2 separate regions of the Rattus norvegicus genome follow, and region 2 is linked to region 1. Evidence: chromatin contacts called from public Hi-C data. All regions are on one chromosome and are shown on one strand. Each heading gives the region's core, a stretch centred on a gene start, on an enhancer-like site or on the middle of the called end of the contact. The rest is flanking DNA. Distances are from core to core; before and after follow the strand shown. Region 1 overlaps Sdc2 (syndecan 2). Region 2 overlaps Sdc2 (syndecan 2).

Region 1 (6,541 bases), core at 2,806-5,305:
TCAGGACTCAGACAAAAATGAACCAAGAGAGACACAAGACTGGACACAGCATCCAGGACTCAAGGAGTTTCATGGAGGTCTTTGAAAAGTGTAAGGTGTGGGCAAGCAGAGAGGAGATGATTCCCTTACATAAGTGAGAGTCAGGACAAAGTCCCAGGCATGGATGAATCCATGGCATGTGAAAAGAATGTGACAACAGAAGCCTAACCATGTTTTAGTGGAAGATTGATCTTTGTAGAGCTGCAGATGCCCTGGAATCCAGTGAGCTGGGTAATCATCCACAGTCCTGCTTTTCTCTACCCTGAAACTCTGTTCAGCGTGGCATTCTGGGATTAGTCTATCTCCTGGGATCTGCATTGCCAGTAGGCACCTAAGTGATCTTGGAATGTTGGAACCCCGCTTTATGAAGCCACTCCTCAGATGGCAGTGCCTATAACTTATTCAGATAAGAAGAGGAGTCTAGTGCTGTGCCTGGCAGACCTATCGGGGATGCTGGAGAACCCTCAGAGGATGTTCAGGCAGGAGAGAAACAGCAAGCAGAAATTGAAGGTAGAACTTTTCTAGGGCTGAAGGTATGGGCATCTGAGAACTACTGAGAATTCCAAGGGATTTTTTTTCATTGTTGTTGTTGTTTGTTTGTTTCGTTGGTTTGGTTTGGTTTTGTCAGTCACTGAAATGTTTTCGAAAGGCAAGCTTTTAAATCCATTCCTCTACAGGTGTGGTAATAGAACCTCATAGACACTCTAGATGGTCCAGGGTTAGAGATTGAGCTTGTAGAGAGACTTCACTTGGGACCATGAACTCTAAATGTACTGAAGGCCATTGAACCAATTCCCTGAAATAGAGTGGTACAGATGTTTGTTTTATGGAGAAGAAGGACCATAGCCTTGACTATATCCTCAAACATTTGTTAAAGAAGACAGAGGAGTCATGTGATGTATCTAGGGAAGGAAAGGCTGGCTGTCCTGCAGAAGATGTTCCATTTGCTTCTCTGTGGGTGGGCTGCCATCATTAACTGGGAAAGGGGGAACAAAAAGGGAGGTGTTTTGTAGCGTGTATGATAAATTTTCCTGTTTCGTATAGAGCTGTGTCATTGGTTTAGGCTGAAGCACAAAGGGATAGCAATTTTAACAGCGAGGAGCGGAATTACCATCAACTTTGCAGCTGAAAGGAAAAAGCTGGTGTATGAAACAGGATCCTGTGTGAATGGATTCCTCAAGTGTTTCATTAAAGGTTCATTAGAACAATTAGTCCTCTAACCAGGCTACAGTCTCTGGCTTCTGATTCTTTTGTGGAATTAAAAATGCTTTTAGTAAGAGGAGCTAAACAAGCCTTTTGTTTGGATTTCCATATATTGATTTATAGACCTGGTGAGCATCCTGCTGTGAACTCCCTTTGCCAATGGTAACCATCACAATAAGCAATGCTTTTCTGAACTGGCACTTTCACAAACCCTGAAGCCTGCTATATTGGGTGTGACACTTTTTTAAAAGCCACTGTGTTAGAATGAAAACAGGCCACTTCTAAATGGTCTATTGATTTGCAAAACCTCTTTGTGTCAGAGTGAATAGTCTCATATCTGAGTCGAGGAGAAGGAGATGCTGACTGTTTTCAGTTTATTACTGTGTCTTGAAGCTTTGAGCTGACAATGTTTCAGTGATGGTGCCCGCCTCCTGTGGAAAGTCTGCTTGCATCTCAAGCTTCAGTCAGACATTTGAAAATCTGATTTATTATTTTATACAAGAAGAGACGTCTACAGTTCCACTACAGCGTGAGTCACTGTGACTGTGACTCTGGAAGCCCTAGTTATGACTCAAGCTCTCCCATAAACTTATGGCCTCCCACCCCACTAATGCTCTGTGCTATTTGTGGAAGTTGTTAGTGGCTTGTGTGTCAGGCCAACAGGGATAGTGTTCAGTGAGTTTTCCATAAAAATTGCAAGTGGCAGAAGCTTGAGAGATAGTCCAGTGGTTAGGAACACTTGCTGCTCTTCCAGAGGACCTGAGTTCAGTTCTTGGTACCTATGTTGGGCAGCTAACAACTACCCATATATAACTCTAGTTCTAGGGGACCCAAGACCCTCGTGTGGCCTCCTGTTTTAATATTGTTCCTGGTGAGATCTGAGTCCTATTTTTTAGACCCTTTCGGTACTTTTCCTGTTGCTGCTTGTAATTTCTAATTATAAAAATAGTCACGATGCATAATAAAGGTGGCTGTAATGTCTGCTGCATGACAGATGTCCTCCGAAGCAGGGACTGCCAAGAAAAAAGACAGGTCTCAGAATCCCTGCTGCAGATATGTGGTGTGGTTCATCTTGTCAGAGAAGTTGTTTTTGTGTGTTCAGGCTTGAGTGCGTATTTGGCCAGTTTTTAAAAACTCGTTTTAACCTATATTTCATGTCGTCACTGTGGTTCTGCCTTTTAGTGCAAGGTGTAGTTCAGGAGGTAGCTGCAGCTGGGGCCTGAGTCTGAGATGGAGACTGAGACTACAAAGTCTGAGTGTGACTTAAAATATCAGTTTTAAGAGCGAAAACTTAGCTTGGCAGTGTACTCGAAAGAAGGACTTTGCAGAGTTGAGAGCTGTGCACTTGACTGACCTGATGTCAAGTAGTACACACATACATGTCTTTGAAAGCCTTGAGCCCATGCATTTGTATATATGAAAGCTTTCGCCCCAACTCTGTATGTGGACCAGGCAGCCGAGCATATCTGTGTGCACTGCACACAGGGCGTAGATGAGTCATTTATTGGGCAGTGCAGCATGTTACTGTGCTGTGCACTTTCCTCACCAGCATGCTCAGCAAATTGAACTGAAATGGGCCCAAGAACCTCTTCTGTCTTGTACTGCTGTACAAAGTCTATCTGTCAGAAACATCTCCTGAGTAGTCTTAAGTGCAGGAATTTAAAGTCAGTGTTCAAAAGAACCCCGTTGTACTAAAATTGAGGAGACATCTTGTTAGGAAAACATAAGAAGAGCCATGTTGGTTAAAATCAATTTTGACTACTTACAAATTTCCCCCGTCATTTTTCCTCCTTCACATTTTCCGCCAAGTACAGGTCTTGGCTTAGAGAAAAAAAATAAATTGTTTTTGTTTTTTTCTAGCATGTCTGACTCTTGAATCAGACACGAAGGAAACAAAAAAAGGTTAAGAATAAGATAGCAAAAACCTTATCTTATAGGTAGCCCTTGGAAGTGAAGTTTTTATCTTTGAGAACTCTGTGTGGAGTGTTGTAAATGCTCCAGCTTGGGAAGAACTTGGTGGCTACACCGTTCTGGGAGGAAGGGCATGGATTCAGCTGATGGACACAGAAGCAGAACTCTTCCACCTGATAGGCTAATGGGAGCCAATAATTTGAGGAATGCTTGCTAATTGTCCATTTGTTTCCTTTATTTATTTAGGGTAGCTTCACAGGACTGTTACCACCTCCCATCAAAGATAATTCAGTTTTCACTGAGTTCATACTAGTGCCAATGGCACAGTACAGTTGCATCTCTTAAAAAAAAGATTTTATTTAGCAATTCAGTGAATAGTATCCAGGTATTGAGAGTTTTTTTTAAATGTCTTATGAGCATATTTAAAATATGCAGTTTCTCCTGAAATGTGGTAGTGTATGTGCCTTTTTTTGCTGACAGACTACAATGTTACAACCTTTCTAGCTCAGTTTTAAGTGTTGAACTACTGTGCCCCAGATACACAGTGAAGTTTCCCAGGATGGGAGTGACTCTACTTCTGAGAAAATAGAAGCTCAAAAAGCTTGTCAGAAATCTCAGATTTATAACTAACTCTGCTGTTAAATACAAAAATTAAAATCAGGATGGAAACCAGGTGTCTGCCCCCAGCTAGTTCTTTGAGGCTTTGAGAATAAGTATAATCCAAACACAGGGTGTTTAGTTATTCTTAGAGGCAAATTGCACTCCAAAATTGAATGGCTGCTGCTGGTGTTTTTTTTTTTTAATTATTGATGAAACTCCTTTCAAAGATCCTGATGAAATGGTGACTTCAATATTCCCCAACAGGTACAAGTCACATGCTCACTGACATGGACTCATTCCTGTATAAACAAGGATGCCCAGAGTCCTTAGGAAATAGTGTAATAAGAATTCCCAAGAACCAACCTCTGCTCTCTGGGCATGTTGGGTCAGAACATTTTTATAAGGTCTAGTTAAAGTATACTTGCAGTGGTTCTTAGAAAAGTGGAGCAGGTCATGGTTAGTGAGTGTTCACCACTCAGCCTCTTACACAGGGCTCACCCATGAATAACAAGAGTCAAGTGGCTCCCTACTGATGGCTGTCCCAAGCTGTACTGCTTCCCTAGTGAGCAGCACAAGTCCCCATTGGCAATGGCAATGAGCAGAGATAGTAGCTGGCTTTCTCTGGGGAATCTTGCCTGGTTCAAGTACGTGACTCTGGAGAGGGCTTCTTGGTCCCACACCTACCTGAGGCAGGTAGCTTAGAGTTCATGTCACGGCTGCCCAGGGTTGCATCACGTTCTTCCTGGAAACCCCTATGAAATAGGACTGGAAGAGAGTCTGGTCTTGCCTCCCATTTTCCTAGTCAAAGCAAACAGTTTCTGGTCTGCACGGACATGTGTGTGCATGGCGTGTGTAGTTACATATGTGCTGTAGCCTTAGGTGTTATTCCTCAGGAGCTCCCCACCTTGTCCTTTTACGTAAGTTTTGTACCAACTTGGAGCTTATCTAGTCCTGAGGCTGGCTGGCCAGTAAGTCTCAAGGACCCTTCCATCTTTACCTCGCCAGAACTACACAACTTACCTTTTCCCCATACCACATACCGCAGTGGGCCTCTTCTTCACAGAGTAGTGACTAGGGGTAATAATTTCTCTGTGGTGTTTACCGTGTACAAACCTATCCTCTCAGCATCCTATGCCTGAAGTCATTGAACTTCTGCAGCCATCTCCTGAGTCAGGTACATGATCATCAGTTGTTCACATAGAAAAAAGCAGAGACATAACAATTCAGTTATTTGACCAAGTTTTGGGACTGGTGGGCCCAGGAAAAACCTAGGTAGCTATAGATCCCTGATCTTACCCAATCATACCTCTCTGTTACCAAGTGCAAGGTGGTTTCAGGGTGGTTCATTTAGACTCTGACGGGCTTTCCCACAGATTGAGCTTGCTTCTCTCTAAGTGCAGGCAGGTCATTTTGTAAGGACGGATGTGATCCACCAAAAAGATTTCACTAGCCCAGCACATTGGGCAGACCTCACTCAGTACCTTGGGGGGAAGTCTCCAGGCTCCCTCTGCTTCAGCTCCTCTCGACTTAGGAGACATGTTCTCTTGTGCTTGTTTCTATTTTCCTGGAATAGGTTTTCTCAGGTATCTCCTCTTTCCAGTTTTTTTCTTCCTCCTTTCTATTTTCTGAAACGAGATCAGCCAGTTTCTTGTTGGGCACAGGGTATGGGGCTGCAGGGACTTGATTGGCAGGGATTCACAGTTTATGCTGCCTCCCTAGAGTGTATGTATGAATACCTCCTGGATTGGTCAAAACATCAAATCCCATTGTTCTGCAGTAGAATCAGGGTACAGGGATGATGGTGCTCTGTTCCCTACAGGGTAACCCAGAAACCCTGACTAATCCAAATTGTATTCCAGTCAGTGCCTCACCTCCAGGCAAAATAGATATGAAATACTAATTCTAGTGTCTAATACCAAACTATAACTTGTTTTTAATTTGAACTCCATCTTGGGACTATGTTCTGTCTAGAGCCCTGGAGTTTTGTTTATCCCCCTGTTTTGAATCGTATCCCATGTTATTGATCTTGGTCAAAGGTTTCAAAATCAAAGAGCAGCAAGTGGTGTCGTGTTACCGTGCTTTTGGCTGCATTCTCCCCAACTACTGAGGGAAGGGACTTTAGGCAGCTATGATTTATCACCAAGAAGCCAGTTTGCACTTTACCTTAAAGACCAAACCAAACAAAATGAAAAGTGACCTTTTAGACAAGTTGTAATCTAACTCTATAGACAAGTGATACATTTGACTTAGACAAATCTAACTTCGGCCTCCCGTCTGATTTTTGTTCTTTTAATGTGAACAGTTGCATTTAAATCTTGGAAAAGTTCACCAACTAAAGCACAAACTAAAACTAAGGGAGGAAGTGAGCAGCTCACTCGTTTGTTCTGTGCCCCCTGTAAGGTTTATTCTTAGTATCATTAAAGCTTTCTGCCAAACTTCAAACCTGAAAGGACATGGGTTTGCGGGGTGTGGGTCTGACTGGTGGATGGTGGCATTATTTTTATGTTTTGAAGACCTGATTTTGTTTTCTGTGCTCCTTGTTCTGTAGAAGGTTTCTACTGTTTGCTGTTGATTGTCACTTTCTGTATGAAGTGAAGTAACATTCCACCTGCCATACCTTCGACGTGTGTGGTGTGTGTCAGGACGTTATGGATGTTGAAATTTCTCCAGTGTCTGGAAGCATCTTGTTAAGAAAGTAATTTTTCTCCAATTCATTAATCTTCTAAGGGATTTTTGGTATTGAGTGAAAAAGAATTGTAGGTATTTCAGGAATTCCTGAATAACTGTT
Region 2 (6,922 bases), core at 3,096-5,595, 38 kb after region 1:
TTCGTCTTTCACTGCTTCAGGCCTGAGAGTCCTGGTTCATGCCCAGCATTGACTGCAGCATCTACCTGTTCTTTCAAGTCAAGGCCATTCCCATCTTTCTGTCCATAGGTTTTCCATGGCACAGTGTCAGGCCTGATTTGTGTGGAGAATGCATATGGACCTAGAATTGTAGGTATTGAAAACTTCCTTAGAGTGAACTAATGAATCCAAACCCGAAGTAGTCGGCTCCCTGTGCTTAGCTTAGAATCTGTTCTATGATGATAGTTTTCACAGAATACTTATGAATAAGAAATAAACTCCAAATAAGTTTCCCCATCTCCTGTCAAACTCTACCAAGAAAGAGCATCTCATTACTTTAGTTAGAATTTATTAAAACTGACCTTCTCCAAAATTGGATCTTTCAGTGCTTCTATTTTTACTGTAGTCTAAACTATGGTCATATGGATATCAAAATAAATACTGGAATATTCCAGCTTGGGAGGTAGAAAGGCAGTAATACTTATAATAACAAAGCTGCAAACATCCTGCTTTTCTCCGCTATTCCAAAAAAGGAATCAGGCAGACGGTGGAGGACATCTGCAAGCAATGGACATTTTCCTTTTATGTGTCATGCATATTCATCATAACCCACTCACCATCCTTGGCCCTGCCTTACTGCACATTGCTTTGGAGATCCCTGTTTCTGTTGCCAACAAATGTAATTCAACACAAAGGGTGCTTCCCTTCTTCCCTGGCTTGCAAATGGGAAGCCACCACTGCAAACAGAAGTATGGCTTGCCAGCGGGTTCTCTTCATGTTTTTCTTTCCTCCCTTGGTCAGATTTTCTGCTGTGGTTGTTACCAGGGAAGAAAACTCTTATTTTGTTTAGGATGAGCAATAAAGCAAACTGGTTTTAGGATTGGTTTGTGTGACGGTTTGTGAAGTTGGGCATTGAATCCAGGACCTTAAACATGCTAAGCAAGGGGACTTTTTAAACAGCAGAAATATTAATTGAGAATCGCAATGCAGTGGTTTTAAATTTTAGAAGTTCAGAAGGGCAACGAGTGAAAATTGTCTCCAGGTAGAATATGTTGCTTTTAGGTCTTCTCTGTAGCTACTACAAAGCAAGAGATGCGTCAAGAACTTAGGTGCAGAGGTTTGGGTGTCCTTCTTTCTTGCGTTCTTCAGCTAAGTGTTCTTCACCATGAAAATGTGGACTGTGAAAATCGAGGGATTATGTTCCTAGTTTTGGCAAATAACATAGCAGGGATGTGGTTGTCAGCAAATGAACACACACTCAATAGTATGCATGGACTACTCACTGTCAACAGATGAGACTGGGACACATACCATTTGTGTATTTCAATGCATGGGAGTAGAAGAAAGTGGCTTCATTTGTTAAACAGGCATGAAAGATTGTCTGAACCCACAAATCCGAGTTGTTACTTTAAATTTATCTAACAAGCAAGTTATTGAGCCAGGAACTACTCAGTAGAATCGATAAACAACACAGTGGGAAACCAAATAGTTTTCGGAGGGCTGTATACACCCGCATCCATGCAGCGAGACACCTTTTCTGAAAGTACTGGACCATACATTCTAGTTAGTGTTCAGGGCCACAAAACACCCTGGCAAGGTGTTTTGGATTAGGTAAAGTGTGTGTGTGTGTGTGTGTGTGTGTGTGTGTGTGTGTGTGTGTGTGTGTGTGTGTGTTGGTGGTTGTAGTGAACATTGTATTTAAGCACAATCTGACATGAGAATTTTGGCTTAGGAAATCTGGCTGCTTTTGACGGGATGTGGTTCTATTTTAAGCAGAGAGAAATGTCCCCAGTCAGTGCCATGCACTACTCACTGTTACTTTTTAAAAGTCATTTTCAGACATTTTCCTTTTTTCCTGACTTGCGCTTTGTTGGCTCATTAGAGACATTTAGTTTTTTTGTGGATGAGAACATTAGGACACTATGCATCTACTTCTTTCCTTCTTATGCTGCTTCCTTTTTTGTTACTTTTGAGACAGATTATCACAATGTAGCCCAGGATGGCCTGAAACTGGATTTGCCAAACCAACTGAGCTTAAACTCTGAACCTCTTGTCCCAGCTTCCTGAATGCTGGGATTACACTTGAGCACCATCAGTGCCAGCTCACTGGAGACATTCTTAATGAGTTGGGGTTTCTCCCACAAGCATTCCTTACATTTGGAGACACCTCAGCATGCCCTTCTATAAAGGCAAGAAAATGTGGCTCTATTTTCCCCAGATGTGGAATCCACTAGGTTGTCTTTAAAAGGCCTAAAGACCCAGCAGATCAGGAAACTTTGACTTCTCTTTGTTGAGCCTTCTCATGCTGCCTCCCTGAGCACACTGGTGTTTGTGTAGGCAAGGCAGAGGCAAGGAAGGATGCAGAAGACACTGAAGCAGGTTCTTTCCCTGAGTTACATCCTCACCCGAGCAATGTTAATTAGTTTTTAAATTAACTTTTGGTTAGAATACAGAATCAAGTATTTCCTTTCGAATATATACATATATGTTCACTCTTCTATGAGCCTTCCCCTTCCCTACACACTATTGTCCAACCACACACATGTGCATGCACAAATGCAAACCAACACACATACGCATATACATGCATATCACATACACACACATGCACATACACACAAACATATACACAACACACACACACACACACACACACACACACACACACACCACCACCACCACCACACACCACTGAGCTTTCTGTATAACCAAGGATCTACAAGTACTATTTGATGTAGTTATGAATTATGAGTTCCTTAAGAATAGATTTTAAGAACTTTTTTCCCTATGCAACTCCATCTTTTTCTATGAATAGCTTAGATGGAATATAATTGAGAAAATGGTATAAGCTTGGGAAAGTGTTAGGTAGTAGACAAGTCTCTTTAAATAAACCCTTAAAATGAGTGCTTGTAAATATCCAAGGGCTTGTTCCTCTGTCAGATCCTCCACAGTAAAAGACAAGAGTGTTTTTGGCCAAAGAGTACTTTCTTCTTGTTGCATTTTAAAGATGAGATATTTCTCAAAATTAATTAAAGACAACAGGCACCTATGACTCGAGGCAACCCCATCTTCCATGAGGCGGATTGGACTGGTAGGATGTTAAGCAGAGGAGGAACTGTTGAGACAGCTCCTCCTGGCTCAGTCTCTAGCCGCTCTCCTCTTCGTCCATGCTTTCTCTTCTGACCCTGAATTCAAATCTTACAGCAGCCAAGCAGGGGAAGGTGTGAAATGCCAGCTTTGCTCTCTGCCCCCTTTTAGCCAAGGGCAGCAGCTCCATCTCATAGCTTTGGTGAGACCCAGATTAAACAGCCTCTGTCGGAAATCCCAGTTTCACTGCTGGCCACTGTGCTTCTTCTCCCAGTCCCTTTCACCCACTCATTCTGTGCCACTGAGCATGTGCAGAGCATATACAGTCAAGGGGAGTGGCTGTTCATCTCGGTGGAGAATCAGTAGCTGTGAGAGCCCCTTAGCCTGGCCTTAGAGAAATGCACGTCGCACTTTAAGGGAATACCGCTATGTAATTTATTAACTTCTTCAGCATGTTAACTACAAAATCTGTTTTACCAGCACAGGGTGCGAAGTCTTCAGAAATGGCATTTGTCTTGTTTGGGATAGTGTTTTGGGGGGAATGTGGCAATGGGGAGTTCATAGAGCTTTAGCTGCTACAGGTGAAAAAGGTCTGCTTGCTCTCAAAGTGGACTCTGTAGAAGGATGTGGCTGATTCCCACTTTGTTACCAGTGTTCCTGAAGTCAGAGCAGGAAAGGATGATTTTAATTTGATGTCCAAATTACTTGCATCCCAATGGATGGTGGAGAAACAAATACTTTTGGCTGCCTCCAAATACATCAGACATCTGGACAGCCCTGAACTACCCTGGTGCTACAGGACCAAAGTGACTTCAACCAGACTCTGTCTCCAGATGTCCCCTGGCCCTCTCTCAAGTTCTACAGTAATCCAAGCCCTGAAGTCTTTTGCCAGTGGCTGGTCATGCTACCCAGTGTGCTAAAATATGGCATTGCTGGGATTCTCCCAGAGAAACCCACCTACCAGGCTTTGGGACAGAATGCATGTCCTGATAACTGGGTCATCTAATGCTGAACCTTGATTGGTATATAAGAATTAATCATCTCAGTATTAACACTGCCATGTCAGATTTCTTTGAGAAAGAAGAAAGAAGAGAATGAAATGCATTTGGTGTTAAGATAAGAGAAACTGGTTTCTATAATCTTCCTCTTACTCTAAGGACCCTGTCACTTAAGGAGGCGCAGTGCACAGTGTAGTAAGTGTGGGACAGGTTACCTCCCAGGCTCGGATCCAAGAGCTTTTAACTATAAGGATCCTAGCGGTCTTACAGTGTATGTTATTGAAACCCAAGTCAAAGGTTGCTCAAGCCATGTGATTTAGTAATCTCAGCTGACAAATATTTGTTGAGTACTCACGCACTTTGAGCTGGACAAAGAACAAGGTCACACTGGTTGTTCCAAATCTGTATTGACACTTTGTTTTCATCCAGAGGCAGGGAGAATACACACGAACCAATTAATCCCAACAGTAAACCTCTGTCTTCCCTGGCGTGTGTGCTACGAAGAAAAGCAAGTTTACAACTAGGGGACTTACAAGAAAAATAACCAGAGAAGTCAGGGTGCTTTGAAAAGCAGGCAAGCTTTGGCAGGGTGGGCGGTTCCTTAGGTAATTTATAAAGACAAGGTTTAATCCAAGCTGAACCCACAGCAGCTTGAGGTGGGAGCACAAACTGGTTCAACAACAGGAGTGTTTTCTGGGTACCTGGTACTGTATTCCAGGCACTGAGGTTTAGTAATGTGCAGCGGGGAGGCTTCGGGAAGATCCTGTTGTGGAGTCTAGGATGCCTTGTATACCAACACTTACAAACCCTTAAGTCTCCCTATATGAAATGGCATTCCCACATACCAAGGCTTTTCCTGTGTACTTTAAAGTCATCTTTGGCTAATTATAATGGCTGTACTAATAGCTGTTGTTTATTATGGTACATGCTCAATACTGATTTTTTTTTATATATATTTATTTGGAGACAGGGTCTTATCAGGTAGCCCTGGCTGCCCTTAAACTTGTGATTGCCCTACCTCAGACTCAGTACCATTCTATATTTACACATCCATGTTTTCAACCTGCCGTAGTTTGAATTCCTGGATGTATAAATGGACGTCCCAGGAACGTGGGGGTCTGTGTGCACAGCCTTCTCCCACAAGAGAGTTGTGAAGGTAACGGGGTCAGGCGCACGGGGCTAGAGCATACAGGCATCCCTACTAAGTTTGCAAGCTTTGAGAATTAAAACATGGTATGATCAGAAGCTTGAAAACTGGTATTTTGTAGAACTGCCTCCGATTACAAAGGAAAGCTCTAACTGTGTGGCAGGATAACTCGGGAACATTCTTGGCTGCTGTGGGAGGGATGTTACTCATGCCTGCAAATCAGCCTGCTGAAACCCAAATCCTGGGCTGCAGCCTCTGAATCCCTCAGTGATATCTCAGCGATTCCCGTCCTTCTTTGTTCCTTGGCATCAAGGCCTATGGAGATTGTGGGCTCTCATTTAACATCCTTCTGCCTCTCCAGCCAGCCCCTGAAACTCGAGAGGATAAAGTATTACTGTTTAGAGAGTGTCTGCTAGTTCTCCCAGGCTTTTCACTCATATTGACTGCTGAAACCAAGTTTTATTTTCAGTCCAAATCTAGTAGAAGCCAATATAGTAAGGGGAACTTTTTTTTTTATAATTCCTATGAGGGACAAACATTCAATTTGATCATTAAAAATAGGACAATAATGAATGTCATCTGTTCCAAAAGCTACTAGTCTGAGATACTGGTAGTAAAAATATCAATTTACTAAATCCTTTTTAAAAAAAATTCCATCTCTGCTCTGTCTGCAGTTCATGCAAGTTTGGCAAGATTAGATTGAATTTTAATCGTGGCCTCTTATTGAAAAGCTGAGAAGCTCTGGAAATGGGATATTTGGTGACTGAAGCCCATGACTTGCTATCACCAAGTGCCAGTAATACAAGAAAAAGTACTCTTGTGGGTTTATCTGGGTCTGTCATTAGACGTTGCTACGCCGGCAAGCCTAAGAAGTAGACTTGCCATGGGCTTTCCCCATTGGTAGGTGAGCCTCACAGGCCATGTTCCACACAGGTTGCCTTGCCTTGTGTCAGCGTGGGTCTGGTCTGTACAGAGATCTCTGGACTTCCCCAGCAGCTAGGGAGCACTTGTCTGTAGTGATAAAGCCAAGCACGGCCAAGCCCGTGAATGTCTGGTGTGCCTTGATACGTCCCTGTGTGATTGTTTAGCCTAGCGTCATAATACCTTGCTTTATGTTTCTAGAAAATGATTTAGGCATTCTGTAGCTTAGCTTTAATCATCAAGGAATCTCATTTATGATAAAAACAAATGTGTGAGATAGTTTAGTAACTTGGGACAACAGATACTCAGATAAGTGGAGTGGAGTGGAGTGGATTGAACTAAGCCTATGCCAGACTTGAATGTCTGCTATCATCATTCTGTAAGATTAAGCCACATGAGCTTCCGTGTGTGTGTGTGTGTGTGTGTGTGTGTGTGTGTGTGTGTGTGTGTTCTATAAGTTGCTAGGGCATCCTGGGTAAAGGGTGGCTAGACAGGAGGGTGCAGAGCACAGCTGTGGAGCGTCAGGTCTTCAGTGCAGCATATACAATATTTGCACAGTAGACAAAGCAGAGCCTTTCTGAATTGGACCATCCTGAATTACTTGTCTTTGCTTTCTCAGAGAGCAGAGCTGACATCTGATAAGGACATGTACCTTGACAGCAGCTCCATTGAGGAAGCTTCAGGATTATATCCTATTGATGATGATGACTATTCTTCTGCCTCTGGCTCAGGTAAGTCTGCCTGCTGGATG

Evidence for each region. A called contact is a pair of places that touch in the nucleus more often than the background predicts.
Region 2: a Hi-C map of liver shows a contact between it and region 1, with 5 times the contacts expected there. The contact joins two enhancer-like sites. A contact is called at or near these places in 4 of 12 Hi-C or Micro-C datasets (the A7r5 cell line, kidney and liver).

The regions. Positions count from the first base shown.
Region 1 is chr7:66,065,321-66,071,861 of GRCr8, forward strand. All of the region lies in intron 1 of Sdc2 (syndecan 2), which reads left to right. Among named protein-coding and RNA genes, the nearest start is that of Sdc2, 56 kb to the left of the region's middle. Within about 2 kb of position 4,056, at least 4 of the 93 cell types and tissues checked have an H3K27ac peak or open chromatin away from gene starts, as enhancers often do. A contact at or near this core is called in liver, where this site is marked.
Region 2 is chr7:66,102,831-66,109,752 of GRCr8, forward strand. Sdc2 (syndecan 2) reads left to right here. Exons shown (of 5, transcript NM_013082.4): 2 at 6,791-6,902. Among named protein-coding and RNA genes, the nearest start is that of Cpq, 43 kb to the right of the region's middle. Within about 2 kb of position 4,346, at least 8 of the 93 cell types and tissues checked have an H3K27ac peak or open chromatin away from gene starts, as enhancers often do. A contact at or near this core is called in liver, where this site is marked.